2 separate regions of the Mus musculus genome follow, and region 2 is linked to region 1. Evidence: chromatin contacts called from public HiChIP or PLAC-seq data. All regions are on one chromosome and are shown on one strand. Each heading gives the region's core, a stretch centred on a gene start, on an enhancer-like site or on the middle of the called end of the contact. The rest is flanking DNA. Distances are from core to core; before and after follow the strand shown. Region 1 has its middle 87 kb from the start of Gm36899. Region 2 holds the start of Ank (progressive ankylosis).

Region 1 (7,584 bases), core at 3,329-5,828:
ACTTCTCGCAGAGAGCAGTGTGGCTTGAAGGTACAAGGAAGTGAAGTGTACCTGCTGTAATATCCTGAAACAGGTACCTTCATGCCCTCTGTCTCCCCAGGCCCTCTGCATGAACGAAAAGAACACATTTCATAGAGGATGTCCTCCCCTGTGCTCAGAGACCAGGCACCCAGAGTTACAAAGGGCATTTCCTTCATTTTCTTTGTAAAAATACAAACCTATCATATAGAATCAAATGTACCTTTGATCTTAGACATTTTCCTGGGTTATCTTTCACTTCTCAGAATCCACGATCACTCAGTAGTCTGGAAACAGTGACGTCAGCTTGATTGAAAAATAACCTACTGAGTTTGTTAGTGTGCTCTTATTCAGCCAGCAATGCCTGGGAATGAGGTCCGTGCATGTTTACTCTGGTTCAGTTCCATTAGGCAATAATAAAAAATAATAACAGCTAAGGCAAACTGAAAGCCTGAATCTATTTGACGGTAGGAATAATAGTGCCCTTGACTCAGAGGTTTTTCTTTCTGATGTTGCAGTCTCCAGAGACCTGTATGATCCCTAAGTACTCAGAGAGGCAGTGACTAATAGATTGCCTGTCTTTAAGTCCCCAGCCTGACAGCTCCTTACATCTGTCAAGTTAAATATAGTGTGGTTGCTTCACCTTGCTCACCAACATGACATTTATCAAGTCTCATAGAGGTGTAGCTTGGAGAGATGACAAGATCCCTTTTAGTTAACACTGTCCCAGAGTTGACTAAGAATGATGAAATCTAACTGGAGGCTTGTTGTTGTTTATCACTTGGGCCTGTGGTCACCAACACACACCCACACTATCTGGGAAATGTATACTTAAAGAAAGAAGGTTTTGCCGGGCGTGGTGGCGCACGCCTTTAATCCCAGTACTCGGGAGGCAGAGGCAGGCAGATTACTGAGTTTGAGGCCAGCCTGGTCTACAAAGTGAGTTCCAGGACAGCCAGAGCTACACAGAGAAAAAAAATGGCTTTGCCTTAAATGACTTGTGCTTTGAAATGGTGCGATCCCATCAACTAACCTACCTTCATTTTTTTTTAAACCTAGAATTGTTCCTGTCTAAAAGAAAGAAAAGGATGAAAATGGAGCAGAGATTGAAGGAAAGGCAGAGATTGAAGGAAAGGATATCCATTGACCCGCCCAACTTGGAATCCATCCCATTGGACGGCACCAAACCCTTTACTGATGCCATGTTGTGCTTCCAGACAGGAAGTAGGGGTGAGTGGGTGAGTGAGAGGGATGGGTAGGTGGGGGGGGGGAGCACCCTCTCAGAGGCAAAGGGGAGTGGGGATGGGGTGAAGAACTCTTGGAAGGGGAACTGGGAAGGGGTGTAACATTTGGAATGTAAATAAATAAAACAATTTATAAATAAATAAATAAACAGAGATGTTGGTGTGCCAGAGAACTCTATGGATGCTCATATTTTCTCAACCAGCTTCTTTAATCAACTGTGAATGGCATACCCCAACAGAAGCATTACCACATTAAACATATTCATTGATTAAATCCTATAGATCTATGGCCAATTATAAAGCTGTGATTACAGTTACAGAGTCAAGTGTTGCTCAAAATTCTTATTCCTGCCCGGTCTCTGCCTGTAGCAACGCATCAAATTAGCATCTGTGTCAGGAAACAGAAGGAAGAATTCTTGTTCTGTATCTTCCCCTGCCCTCCCTCATTGCCTCTTATCTTTTGAGCAAGTTTCTTGCTCTGTTGCCCAGGCTAGGTGTGAACTTGTGATCTTCCTGCCTCAGCCATCTGAGTACTGCGATTATAGATTAGTGCCACATGCCCAGGTAAAAAGAACTTTACTGAGGAAAATGTCTTAGCCATCAGGTTCCTAAGCAGCTGCTACTAGAAGCTCTGATTTGATGGCATACTGTCCTAGTTTTCTTTCTGTTGCTGTGATAAACACCATGACCAAAACAACTTGGAGAGGAGAGGGATTCTTTCATCTCACAGCATATTGTCTGTCACTGAGGAAAGCCAAGGCAGGTGCTTCAAGCAGAAACACTGTTTACTGGCTTTCACCCGGCTCATGTCCAGCTTCTTATACAGCCCAGGTCCATTTGCCTAGGGACTGTTCCACCCACAGTGGGCTAAGCATTTCTACATCAATTAGCAATTAGCAAAATTTCCTACAGACTTGCCCACAGGCCAATCTGATGGAGGCAAGTTCTCACTGAGGTTCCCTCTTCCCAAGTGTATCAGACGGACAACCAAGATTAGCCATCTCATATACAAAACTTTGTTACTTACATGGACTCTTTATCTTTTGATCTGCCGTTAGGAAGTTGTTTCACCCAAAATGAATGGCACTAGCCCCAGTAATCTCAGTACTAGGGAGGCTGATACAGTAGGATCGCGAGTTTGTGTCCAGCTGTGGCTACCAGGTAAGATGTTGTTTTAACAATAAGACAAACTACAATAAAACTTTCCACTGAACACGATGATGGTTGGCTTTGTGTATAGCCTTGCAGAGTATTCTGTGTTTCCAATGAAATTATCTCTCCCGACTTGTTTATCATTAGGGGAATCCATCGATTACATTATGGGATTTAAGTAAGTCGTTATCACATAGGTCCTCTCTTCCTCAAAGTAGGGTATGTAGTTCTTCAAATACTAGAACATTATTGGAATTCTCTTCAGAGGGTTTTCCTGCCCACACAGAGAATGAACAACTGTTCTGTGTTCCCATCTCTGTTTGCCTCACTCAGTCCCACTTTCCTTTCATTATTCACCTGGGCCTGATTCACCCTTGCCCCACATTCTTGGCCACTTAAGTTAACTATTCATGAGCCTAGGAGCAAACTGATCCCATCTTTGGACACCTTTGAGATGCACAGGCAAAACAAAACAGAGAAAGATACTTTCTGAGCATGGAGTTGAGTTTTGTCTATGAATGAGCCCAAATTAAAGATGCAAGAGAACCCATCTCCTCCACCAATGAACTCTGCTGTCCTAAAAGCCTCATCTTTGTTAACTGCCACAGGTTTCTTCCCTGTACCCCTCCCCCCCAATCATATGTCCAATGTCCACTCACCCAAGAAGGTGACAAGGAATTTCTTCTATCTGCATTTCTTCTTCTCCAGGAAAGCATTACAGTTGATGATTCTGAATTAGCATTTTTTAGTCCTCAGCCAAATGAAAATTATGCACTCTTCATACCTGGGGCATTTTGTACACATATTGTGCCTTTTTTCATTGACATCTTTTAAATATTAGACAGCAGACACTTACTTAGTGTAGGAGCAAAATTAAATGGTAATACTAATAAGTAAAAACATTATGTCCAACTCAAAGCCTAACATTTATACCTGGCCATTTTTAATTGTCTTCCCCACTTGTTTATGATTAGGGGAATCCATTGATTACATTATGGGATTTAAGTAAGTCGTTATCACATAGGCCTTGTACTGGCTGGTTTTGTGTGTCAACTTGCTAGAGAAAGGAACCTTTCTTGAGGAAATGCCTCCATAAGATCTAGCTGTAAGGCATTTTCTCAATTAGTGATCGCTGGTGGGAGGACCAGTTGTAGGATGTGTCAGCCCTGGGCTGGTAGTCAGGGTTCTATAGGAAGGCAAGCTGAGTCAGCCAGGGGAAGCAAGCCAGAAAACTGCACCGATCCGTGACTTCTGCATCAGTTCCTCTCTCCAGGTTCCTACCCTTTGTGAGTTCCAGCCCTGACTTCCTTTGGTGATGAACAGCAAAGTGGAAGTGTAAGCCGAATAAATCCTTTCGTTCTCAACTTGCTTCTTGGTCATGATGTTTGTGCAGGAACAGAAACCCTGACTAAGACAGGTCCCATCCTCAAAGTAGGCTGTGTACATCTTCAAATATTAGAACATTATTGGAATTCTCCTCAGAGGGCTTCTGAAGTGCCTTTCTCTTCTTAAACTTTCCTTGGACAAAATTAATGAAACCTTTGAAAAAATTGAATAAGAGGACTTCACTTCATCCATCCGAACGCCTAGCTGTGCTCTTAAAGATACTTCTGTAGGGTAATTTCCGTGAGGTCAACAGTTGGGACAGTCTTAGCTTTCTATTATGCGTCCTGTACTTAGAAAAGCATTTGACACACAATATTCTTCTAGTGACTCTGTCATTTGCCCTCGAGCTGTTTCAAGAAGTTCAAAGATGTTGATAATATTGGTTTTTGAAGTATGCGGTGTGTGGAGCAAGGCCAGGGAGGGCAGAGTCCACAGCTCTACTTGCATCTAGTAACTGAGGGGCGACACTGTCATTGGATATCTTATGCAATTGAATTAGGGAGTTTCTAATGTATCCATATAGGAGTAAGTAAGCCGGGAGATTTCCATTTTTGTAACATGTTAATTGGAAATGGGTTCATACTTTGTCCAGAACATTTTAAAATGCTTCTGATTGGAAACCACATCCTGTCCAAACATTTGAGAAAATAGATATAATTTTCTTTCCCGTTTAACAACCATCTGACCAGTTGGATGAGAAGAATTGTTCTGTCTTTTTTGGCACCATCAAAGAATACTATTTGTTAGTATGCATTGTTGTGTCCAGTGCTGTGTGAAAAAATAAAACTGAAAGTTCTGGGCTTCAACAGCACAATTGCCTGCTTGAGTGAGTGTAGCATCAAGGGATCACAGAGAATCTCCAAACACAAGTTTCCTGGCAGGGAGCTCCTGAAGAGTGGTACCCTATCAGTACAATTAGTTAAGACTCCAGTACTGTGACAATGCACTAGCATGTCCTACCAAAGGAGGCGCCAGTTCTTAGTTCTGCTTTAGAGCTGTGGTATCAGGTACTGAGGTAGAATTTAAAACAAACTTGGTGAAGGTTCTATGCCCCAGTATAGGGGAATGCCAGGGCCAGGAAGCAGGAGTGGGTGGGTTGGTGAGCAGGGGGAGGGAGGAGGGGATAAGGGATTTTGGAGGGGAAACTAGGAAAGGGGATAACATTTGAAATGTAAATAAAGAAAATATCTAATAAAAAAATAAAACAAACTGATCAAATAAAAATCTCCAGACTAGTGACTTTCTAGTCAAATGTCCCTTTCAGGAATAAAGACATTAAGTGCTCAGATAGTCTATGATCCAGCTAGTACAAAAACAAAAACAAATAAACAAACAAAAACCAAAATAAGAACAACAAAACCAGCAAGAATTTAAATTCAGTGCATCACCTCAGCACCCCAGCTCCCATTTTCTTCATGACTCTCTCCTCTAAATACTATCTATCCAGACCTTGACTAAAGAGTGCTTATTTCTGCAGTGGGATCAAAATAGGCTATGTCAGAATAGCTAGGCTAAGACAAACCTTATCCTTCCAGTTGAAGAGTTTTGCCCTGAGAGCCTTCCCTTCTACATTCCAGAGTGACCCTTTGTGGCGAGCCTATGGAATGGTCAAGACTCCCGTTTCCACTCTGAGCTCTTATGCTGCTTCAGGCATCATGGATGTAGTCAGGAGAGGAAGACTGGCTTTAACAGTTTATTTTTGCTCAGATCTTAAAGAAATGTCAGTGAGCCAGGAACAAAGGGCTATCGTGTTACTGTGTTATGCAGAATTCTTTAGGGCGTTTAGAAAAATGAGTGGAAAATGATGGAATGAGAAAAAAGAAATTTGAAGGTCTCCATAAATGCACAGAAGAAATGTGTAATGTCTTTGCAGGTAACTAGAACATTTGTGGAGCCTACTAGTTCCCAAGGTTCCTGACTCAAATCCTGAGAAAAGTCAACACCTTCCATGGTGCCCATTTACATATTCCTGAAGAAATAATGCTTTTCCTTCCATAGTCACTGCTTTTGTACAATAAGTAATATATATGTTGGGTACACGAAAATTAAGCATGGATGATATGATGGTGCAGGCCTTTAAACCTAGCACTCAGAGGCAGTAAATTTAAGACTTGTTTAGACAACATAGTGAGACCCTTTCTCAAGGGTCAACAACAAAAAGAGAAAGCAAAAGCTGACTTTTTGAGACTGGGTTGTGGCTCAGTAGTAGACTGTGTGGTCATGTTGCACAGGCCCCTGAATTTAATCCCCAGCACAACTATCTAATTAGCTACTGTCATAGTCAGGGTTTCTATTCCTGCACAAACATCATGACCAAGAAGCAAGTTGGGGAGGAAAGGGTTTATTTGGCTTACACTTCCATACTGCTGTTCATCACCAAAAGAAGTCAGTACTGGAACTCAAGCAGGTCAGAAAGCAGGAGCTGATGCAGAGGCCATGGAAGGATGTTACTTACTGGCTTGCTTCACCTGGCTTGCTCAGCCTGCTTTCTTATAGAGCCAAGACTACCAGCCCTGAGATGGTCCCACCCACAAGGGGCCTTTCCCCCTTGATCACTAATTGAGAAAATGCCTTACAGTTGGATCTCATGGAGGCATTTCCTCAACTGAAGCTCCTTTTTCTGTGATAACTCCAGCTGTGTCAAGTTGACACAAAACTAGCCAGTACAGCTACTAAAGCTTTTATTAAAGCATAACAAAACCAGGGACAAGCAGGTGAAAAAATTTCACAAGATGAATGCAAATTATAAGTGTCACTGAAGACAGGACATAAAACATTGCTGAGAACTCAGAACTTCTCCTTAGGACCTGCTTGGTGATTCCAACATTTGTCCCAAATTAAACAATACCCTGACTTAGTCACTGTTAGTCTTGTAAACTTTTGAATGTTATTCAAATGAACTCTCACAACAGGTGCTTGTTGGCATTTAAGGTCTTTTAGTCAAAATCCTTGAGTGTGTGCTGTTACAGGTGGTTGGCTTGTTCACTCTTAGCTTCACATGGCCATTCTGTTTTATAAATAAAACATTACTTGTCCATGAACCGTTCAGGTTTTTGTTATTGGGAAATGATTCCCTGAGCATTCTGGGCCATATCTTTTGGTTCATGTATGCACTCATTAGCATTTGTGGATAATGCTCTGAGTAGAGTTGGTGACCACAGGGGAAGCACGTGGTTGGGTTGGTGTTTAATATATGGCCAAACTGTTCTCAATTCATTGTACTAATTTATATTACCAAGAGTGTTTGAAAACCCTAGTCACTAGGCAATCTTTCCTGACATTGATATTTTAGTAGGTACATGGTACCATTTCATTGCAGAGTTGTTTTGGTACATGTTAACTTTTCATTTTCCTTTTTAAATGATTTTATTTTTATTATTTTTACATACATTGGTGTTACGCCTGCATGTATGTGTGTGTGTGTGTGTGTGACAGTATTGGATCTCCTGGAACTGGAGTTACAGACATTTGTGAGCTGCCATATGGGTGCTGGGAATTGAACCCCAGTCCTCATGAAGGTCAGCCAGTGTTCTTAACCACTGAGCCATTTCTCCTGCCCCCTTTCTTCTTTTTAAAAAATATGTTTTAGAATCAGATGCAGAGACCAGACCCCCAGCCAAACATTAGGTGGAGCTTAGGGGACCCCATAGAAGATGGGGCACCAGAGGGGTTGAGGATACCATGAGAACACACCACAGAATAAACTAAACAGGGTGCATGGGGGCTCACAGAGACTGAAGCCACAAACACAGAGCTGGGTGGGTCTGAACTAGGTCATCTGCAT
Region 2 (7,584 bases), core at 2,697-5,196, 92 kb before region 1:
CAGGCTGCAGGAAAGCCTGCAAGGCATTTTCTTAATGATTGATTGATGTGGGAGGGCCCAGCTCACTGTGGGCGGGGCCACCTCTGTGCTGTAGTACAGGGTTCCATTACAAGAAAGCAACTCTCTTGTGAGGCTATGCCGGGGCCTAGCAAACACAGAAGTGGATGCTCACAGTCAGCTACTGGATGGATCACAGGGCCCCCAATGGAGGAGCTAGAGAAAGTACCCAAAGAGCTAAAGGGGTCTGCAACCCTATAGGTGGAACAACAATATGAACTAACCAGTATCACCCCCCCCCCCAGCTCGTGTTTCTAGCTGCATATGTATCAGAAGATGGCCTAGTCGGCCATCATTGGAAAGAGAGGCCCATCAGTCTTGCAAACTTTATATGCCTCAGTACAGCGGAACGCCAGGGCCAAGAAGTGGGAGTGGGGGGAGGGGGGAGAGTATGGGGGTACTTTTGGGATAGCATTGGAAATGTAAATGAAGAAAATACCTAATTAAAAAAAAAAAACCCTAAAAAAAAAAAAAAAAAAAAAAAAAGAAAGCAACCTGAGTGAGCCATGAGGGGCAAGCCAGTAAGCAGCACCTCTCCTGGCCTCTCCATCAGCTCCTGACTTCAGGTTCCTGCCCAGTGTGAGTTCCTGCCCTGAGTTCCTTCAATGATGGACTACAATGTGGAAGTATAAGACAAATAAATAAACCCCTTTCTTCCTAACTTGCTCTTGATCACAGTGTTTCACCACAGCAATAGAAACCCTGATAAAGATACTTGGTGATCCTGGCTTCTAGAAAATCAGGGACTCTCTGTACCTAGAGATCAAATAGGCATTTAGATAGTGTAAAAGAAACATGCTGTTTACAATATGCTGGTGTGGGTGTGGGGAGGGCTAATGCAGCTAGCTCAGTGGGTAAAGTTCTTGCTCACCTATCCAGAGGGGGAAGGGGAGAAGAGATCACACACACACACACCTACACACACACACACACACACACACACACACACACCTACACACACCTACAAATAAATAAAGTTCTAAAATAAACTATACCCAAGCATTTTCCTTCTTTACTTAGCAATTCATGTTGTTATATAGTAAAGGCTACATAACTTCAATAACTTTATTAAAAAGGCATTGGCTGTTCCTTCTGCTTTCTCCTCAACCAAAGCCTAAGCCAACCTTACTAAAATTAAATATTGTTTCTACCGAATTATCTGAATGATTCATCTCTTCTAACATGAACTTCTGGGTTACAGTTCCCCTTTCCTGAGAGAGCATTCTTTCACAATTTTCCTTTATCTATTGGGACTGTCAAGTTCACAGTATGGAGCTGGCCAGATGGTGCAGCTGATAAATGTGTGTGTGTGTGTGTGTGTGTGTGTGTGTGGTATGTCTTTCTCACTAAATAAATAAATGTAATAAAAAAAATGTAAAGGTCCAAAACATGGCAGCAAAGATTAAATCTGAGCCTCGGGTGAGGTCTGGAAAGCTAGAACTTATTTCTAATCTTCAAAGAAGCCTGGGAAAATATCCCTGAAGAGGCTGCACTGGCGAAGGCTGCTATCAGAACCTGCAAGGCCAAGGTGGGTGTAGACCTCAAATTCAGGTCTGCCATTTACTATCTATGTAGTTCTTGGGCATGAGATTCACCATGCCTAGACCTCTCATTCATCCCTCAAATACAAAATGAATAAATATAACATGGTGTTTTAACCAGGTACTTGGTAATCAACGGATGTAAGTGATTAATGTTTTAGACTACCAACCACTAACAATGGGGGAAGAGAGGATATATATATATATATATATGTATATATATATGTATATATATATAATAAAAAACAGTTTCTGTGAAAAGTGAAAATAGATATTCTTAAAATGTGTTAAGTTTATTTATTTTGTTTGTTTGCTTTTGAGACAGAGTCACACTGTGTAGCCCTGGCTGACCTGGAACCCTTTCTGTAGACCAGGCTGGCCTTGAACTCACGACTCACCCGCCTCTGCTTCCCTAGTGCTGGGATTAAATCCACACCTGGCCGAAAAACAGGTTTTGTAATTGCCAGAATACTCCATTGTATCGCCTCCCCAACCAGCTATAAAATGATAGAGAAGTCCATAATGTTTATGGAGAGAATTAGGGAACTAGAATAGACTTATAGGTCTCTTAATGGGCACCTCATAACACACATGCTCTGAGACTTGCTGTGTGATTTCTTTTTGTGATCATCACCCATGTGCAGTGTCCAAACTTTTCAGGGGAATCTAAATTTCCACTCTCAAAGTTCTGCCACAGGCTCAGTGTAAACGCAAACTTGTGTTTATAATCACAAACAAAACCTACCTACCCAAGAAACACTTAAGTGACATTCCTAGTCTTCTTGTTCTTGACAAGTCCGAGGCTTAAAAGCTGGTGAGACGTTTTAATAATTTTCTATGTCTTAATCATCTCCAACGCATGTGAAGCAGATACCTCGTTTTCCTGTGCTCCTGTATCGACTCTTCACCTGCCTGTATGAATTATCCTTCCCTACACAGAGGTGGGCTATACCTGCCTACCCAGTGACTGTCAGAAACTCCTCACTCCCGCCTCCATCCAGAGCCCCTTAATGAACAAAAGAGGGTTTATCCCACTGCTTTGAAAGGAAAAAATAGTACATTTGCAAAAGTAGGTCTATCTTACACTTTTGAAAAGGTCCAGCTCCCACCCCCAAACCCTCTCCCGGACCTTAGGCTGTAACTGCAACTGCCAGGAAGCCCTGCAAAAGGGTACCAGTGCCTCACCGCCACGGGAGAGCCTGCAGCACCAGATTGGTAATGACGCCACATGGAGATAGCGTGAAAAAAGAATGAGAAGGCAGCACCAGAAATGTGCTCTCGTCCAAAGGGGTGGAAGGAAGAGAGGAGAGAGAACACACACACACACACACACACACACACAGAGAGAGAGAGAGAGAGAGAGAGAGAGAGAGAGAGAGAGAGAGAGAACAGATATCCTAAAGTAGATATAATCAGTGATCCTCTAGGCAAGGTACCTCCTGGACACCCCTAATCCTTACCTAGGCTACATGCAAAGATGTAAATTTGGAAGTACGTGGGAAATCAACTTGGAGACATTGTAAGGCAAATTCTCCCACCATCACTACCATCACCAAACCCTGTGCAAGTAAAAAGCCAGCACTAAATGCTACTAGAAACTACATGCAGTTCTGGGCCCGAGGTTTACATAATCACAAATTACATAATACTCATCCCGAGCACTAAACCCCTTTCTATAGGTGAAGTTCCCCATCATCCCGTCGCTTGCTATTTTCCAAAGAACGCTGGAAAAGTCTCCAATATCTGCGGAGGGAGGGGATGGGGCGCTGCAAAAGTCACCCTCGACAAGCCGCAAAGCCACGTCAAATGGTCCAGGGTAAAGGGGGTTCGGAGCAGGTGACTCCTCTCCTCCCGCATCCCCCCGGCGCCCGGCATCCAAGGCCGAGGCTGGGCGAGCGAGGCGCACCGGGCGCGGCCGGGCTTACCTGCTCCCCGAAGTCGATGGCTATGTTGGTGATGCCGAGGGGCACCAGGAACCGGATCAGGGGCCAGTAGTGCGTGAGCGCCGGGAATTTCACCATAGTCCCCGCCGTGGGCTGACCCCACACTCATCTGCCGCCGCGAGGGCACTGTGCTGGGAGGCGCGCGGAGCGCAGCGCGGGGACGGAGGCCGCGGCCGGCGGGGCCTGGGGCGGCGGCTGCTCGCGGCGGCGGCGGCGTCCTCTCCAAGCGCTGCTGCTCTAGCAGGAGAGCCGCGAGCTCAAGTCCATCCCCGCTGCCCTCCCACACAACAAAGATCTGCCGGGGAGAAAGAGAGGAGGGACAGGGACGGCAGCGGCGGCAGCGGCGGCGGCGGCGGCGGCGGCAGCAGAGGCTTCTGCTGACAGCGGCTCCATTATAAGCGCTCTGGGCCCGGAAATAAATAAATAACCGCGCGCACGAGGCGCCTCCGCCGCCGCCGCCGCGCCGCGCGGAGGAAATCAGGGGCGGGCGGAGGCGCGACACCGCTGGCGACCCGGGAGGGGGCCGGCCCGGCGCCGCCTCCCCGCTCCGCTGCGCACGGCTCGGCCGCGGGGGGCGCTGCGCTCGCACAGGCCACTGCCGTCCGCGCCCGCGGGGGACCGGGGCGCCGCCTGAGCCGAGCGCGCGGAGCGGGGAGTCAGGCGGGGCGGGCGAGCGGGCGGGGACTCCGGGTGACCCGACACCGACAGCCCCATGCTGTCCCCGGAGCGTCCGGCAAGGCCGTGTGAGCGCCGTCTCCAGAGTTGGGAACCAGGAGTAGAGCTTCGGGGACAACCGAGCTGGAAAGGCCTCGGCGTCCGGGCGGCCTTGAGGCGGACTGGGAGCTGCTTTAGGGTGATGGGGATACGGCTGCATTAGTGGGAGAGAAGGATGGTTTACCAAAACGAGCATCTCGCATCTCTCGTGACAGAGATCTGCAGACCCTGGGGAAAAATACACCGGGTGGCAGGGACTGACTGTCCGTCCTGGACTAGGGTTCTGGGATGCTCCATACCGGTCTCCAGCTTTTGCTAGTAATGTGCAACCGTTTACTTATTTAAAAGTCGACCGGTAAATATGCTTAAAAAAAAAAAAAAGGAAAGAAAATCTGCTCGGCTGTGTTATAATATGTCCCCAGTGATTTCATGATAAATCAGTTGCTGAGCTGAGACTTTTACCTAAAACTGAAAAGCTTGACAAAGCCAGCATCAGCCGGTGTCCCAGTATAGTGTATGAAAAAAGGGTCCAAGCCAGTGACTGAAGCATTCACAGCAGGGCGGGGCTGGCCTCCAAGAGACGAGTACAGTCACACAAAAAAGCTTAGCTCGTAGAGGGTCCTGTGCCTGCTTTGGCTCTCTGTTTTTGCCTTAATACTTTTCATTAATATTTATTTTATTATTTTATGTCTATGGGCAGATATTTTTTTTTGTCTGCATGTCTGTCTGTGCATGACATGCTTGTCCAGCACCCACAGAGCCCAGAAGAGGGCATTGGAGCTTCTCCTGGATTCCAGAACATTGTGAGCTACCATATGAGTGCTGGAATGGAACCCGGGACTCTGGAAGAGCAGCAGTCGGTGCTCCTAACTGCTGAAACATCGTTTTCTTCAAACCCTGGTCTTGCCCTCTTGAAATGATGAATTTCTGAACAAGGGGCCTTAGCTTTTCATTCTGTAGCAGTTGAGATAGATGGTTTGTTCAACTTGTATCTTCCTATGCATCTTTTTTTTTTTTTTTTTTTTTTGGTTTTTCGAGACAGGGTTTCTCTGTATAGCCTTGACACATCTTTTAAAATAAACATAATGAGTTAAACTTGTGTATTACTTAAAACATTCAAGTATTTTGTCCTAAGAAATGAACCCATTCCCTTTATCTCTGTAAGGCTCATATTAATACTATATTTGAAGGTAATCAGAGGCAGGAGGATTGCTGTAAGTTCCAGGCCAATCTTGGCTACATAATGAGTTCCAAGCCTGCTAGGATTTTGTAGGGAGACCTTGCCTTTATTAAATACATAAATAAGTAAATAAATAAGAGCTTGAGACATTAACTTTCTGGTGCAGATTTTTCCGACTGCATCGCAAGTATTAAATATTTCCATATTTGATGCCTTTTATCCCCTTCAGTTTTACACACTCTGGTTGAAGCCCCTAAAAACTAGGAAACCAATTTACCCGCAGTTCCGTGTAACCCCAAATTACATCACCCATATAATTAAAACAAAACTTTGGTAATTGTTCATTGCATTTGATATGTCAAACAGTTACCCTTAAAAGAGATTTTTTTCCAGCAAAACAGGAAGTTCTTGTGTACAGGGCTCTCCCCAGGAGCAATTCCTGAAAGGCATGTTTCTGTGTAGTCAGTTATTAAGCTAACCATACAAAAAAAAGAAAAAAAAAAAAAGGAATGGGTTATTTAAAGGAATTCACGGAGAAGACTTCTGTTCTAAAGCAAATGTGGTCTGGTGATTTACCCATTCTGTTAGTCTATGTTTTCATAAGCTCGTTTCAATTAAAGTGATCTAGTCGTGCTGACCCTTGCCTGCTATGTGAATTGATGAAGCCCTGGATCAATGCTCCTGAAGACCTGTTTGCTCTCACTGGTCTCCGGAAGAGGCTGCTGCATCTCAGCTGCTACTGCGGCCACACGCACCCTTTCGGTCTGAAGGGGATGGTGAGAAAAATCAGCCAAAGGCCATTATCCTTGAGTACTTTTAAAATCTATCCTTAACAAGTGAGTTGGTGGCATCTTTGATTAAGGACAAGAATACCTTTTTAGACTTTTAAGTGGGTATAAGTTCAAGCAACACCAGAGAAACTTAAAAAGGCAATGGGACGTTTAATTGTTCTTTGTTTTGTTTTGTTTTTCACTAAAGAACTACAGTTCGGGGTTGAGAAATGGCCCAGCAGGACTGACTCTCTAGAAGAGGACTCCATTTTGGTTCCCAGCAACTAAGCCTGATGGCTCGCCTGCCTGCATCTTCCACTTCCCCAGGATCCAGCGCCCTCTTCAGGCCCCTGCACTCATGCGCACAGGGCTCCTACCCCAACACAACCACTCATGCGCACGCACACCATCCCCTTTAATTAAAAAGAAAATATTTTAAAATAAAATCACGCCGGGCGTGGTGGAGGCGCACGCCTTTAATTCCAGCACTTGGGAGGCAGAGACAGGTGAATTTCTGAGTTCGAGGCCAGCCTGGTCTACAGAGTGAGTTCCAGGGCAGCCAGGGCTACACAGAGAAACCCTGTCTCGAAACAAACAAACAAACAAACAAACAAACATCACAATCGGATAAGAGATTTAAAAAGGAAGCCCCGCCTCTCCCTTCTTGTAAACATAGTTTTCATGTCGTCAACAATATGACAGGAAAGCCCTAAATATAAGTGATTGTGGTAGGTAAGAAGTTCTCTGAATTATGCAGAAACTGAAGTATCCCAGCGTCCATTACGTTAGTTAGATCTAGAAGATATCTTCGGAAAGGTACAGCTTTATTTTCTATTTATAAAGTCTTAGATTTGATTGCTTTTGCCCCACTATCGTTACAAGGTTTACAGATACTAGTCATGTAGCATATAGAGAAAAAGATCCTGAAAGAGAATATATGCTCAGTGGTTAACAGTAGCTGCATTTCCATGATTATGAATATGAGGAAGAATTGTTTCTCAACTCCATTCACCCATCTTTAACAAAATGAGTATGTATAAATCTATAAAGAGAAAAAAAATTTTTTTTGTTTGTTTGTTTTTTCGAGACAGGGTTTCTCTGTATAGCGCTGGCTGTCCTGGAGCTCACTTTGTAGACCAGGCTGGCCTCGAACTCAGAAATCCGTCTGCCTCTGCCTCCTGAGTGCTGGGATTAAAGGTGTGCGCCACCACGCCCTGCGAGAAAACTTTTTTTAAGGTATGGCGGTTCAGGTGAGAATGTTCCCACATGACCAGATATTTGAACTCTTGGTCCCAAGTTGGTGGTGCTCTCTGGGACAAGAGGGTGGGGTGGGACGAGGACGACAGGGTGGGTGGCAGTCCTCCCTCCACTTCCTGTTC

What was found. HiChIP or PLAC-seq counts read pairs in DNA pulled down with a chosen protein or histone mark.
Region 2: an H3K27ac HiChIP or PLAC-seq map of VIP interneurons shows a contact between it and region 1, with 4 times the contacts expected there. The contact joins the promoter of Ank here to the enhancer-like site in region 1. A contact is called at or near these places in 3 of 39 promoter capture datasets (the 3T3-L1 cell line, hippocampal neurons and liver), 1 of 15 datasets of contacts at CTCF or cohesin (the NIH/3T3 cell line), 4 of 484 Hi-C or Micro-C datasets (adipose-derived mesenchymal stem cells, cortical neurons and embryonic fibroblasts) and 3 of 115 datasets of contacts at active chromatin or transcription factors (VIP interneurons, embryonic fibroblasts and forebrain).

What each region holds. Positions count from the first base shown.
Region 1 is chr15:27,371,890-27,379,473 of GRCm38.p6, reverse strand. No RefSeq gene overlaps it. Among named protein-coding and RNA genes, the nearest start is that of Gm36899, 87 kb to the left of the region's middle. Within about 2 kb of position 4,578, at least 2 of the 459 cell types and tissues checked have an H3K27ac peak or open chromatin away from gene starts, as enhancers often do. A contact at or near this core is called in VIP interneurons, where this site is marked.
Region 2 is chr15:27,463,039-27,470,622 of GRCm38.p6, reverse strand. It overlaps Ank (progressive ankylosis), which reads right to left and starts at 3,946. Exons shown (of 12, transcript NM_020332.4): 1 at 3,524-3,946. The coding sequence starts at 3,619.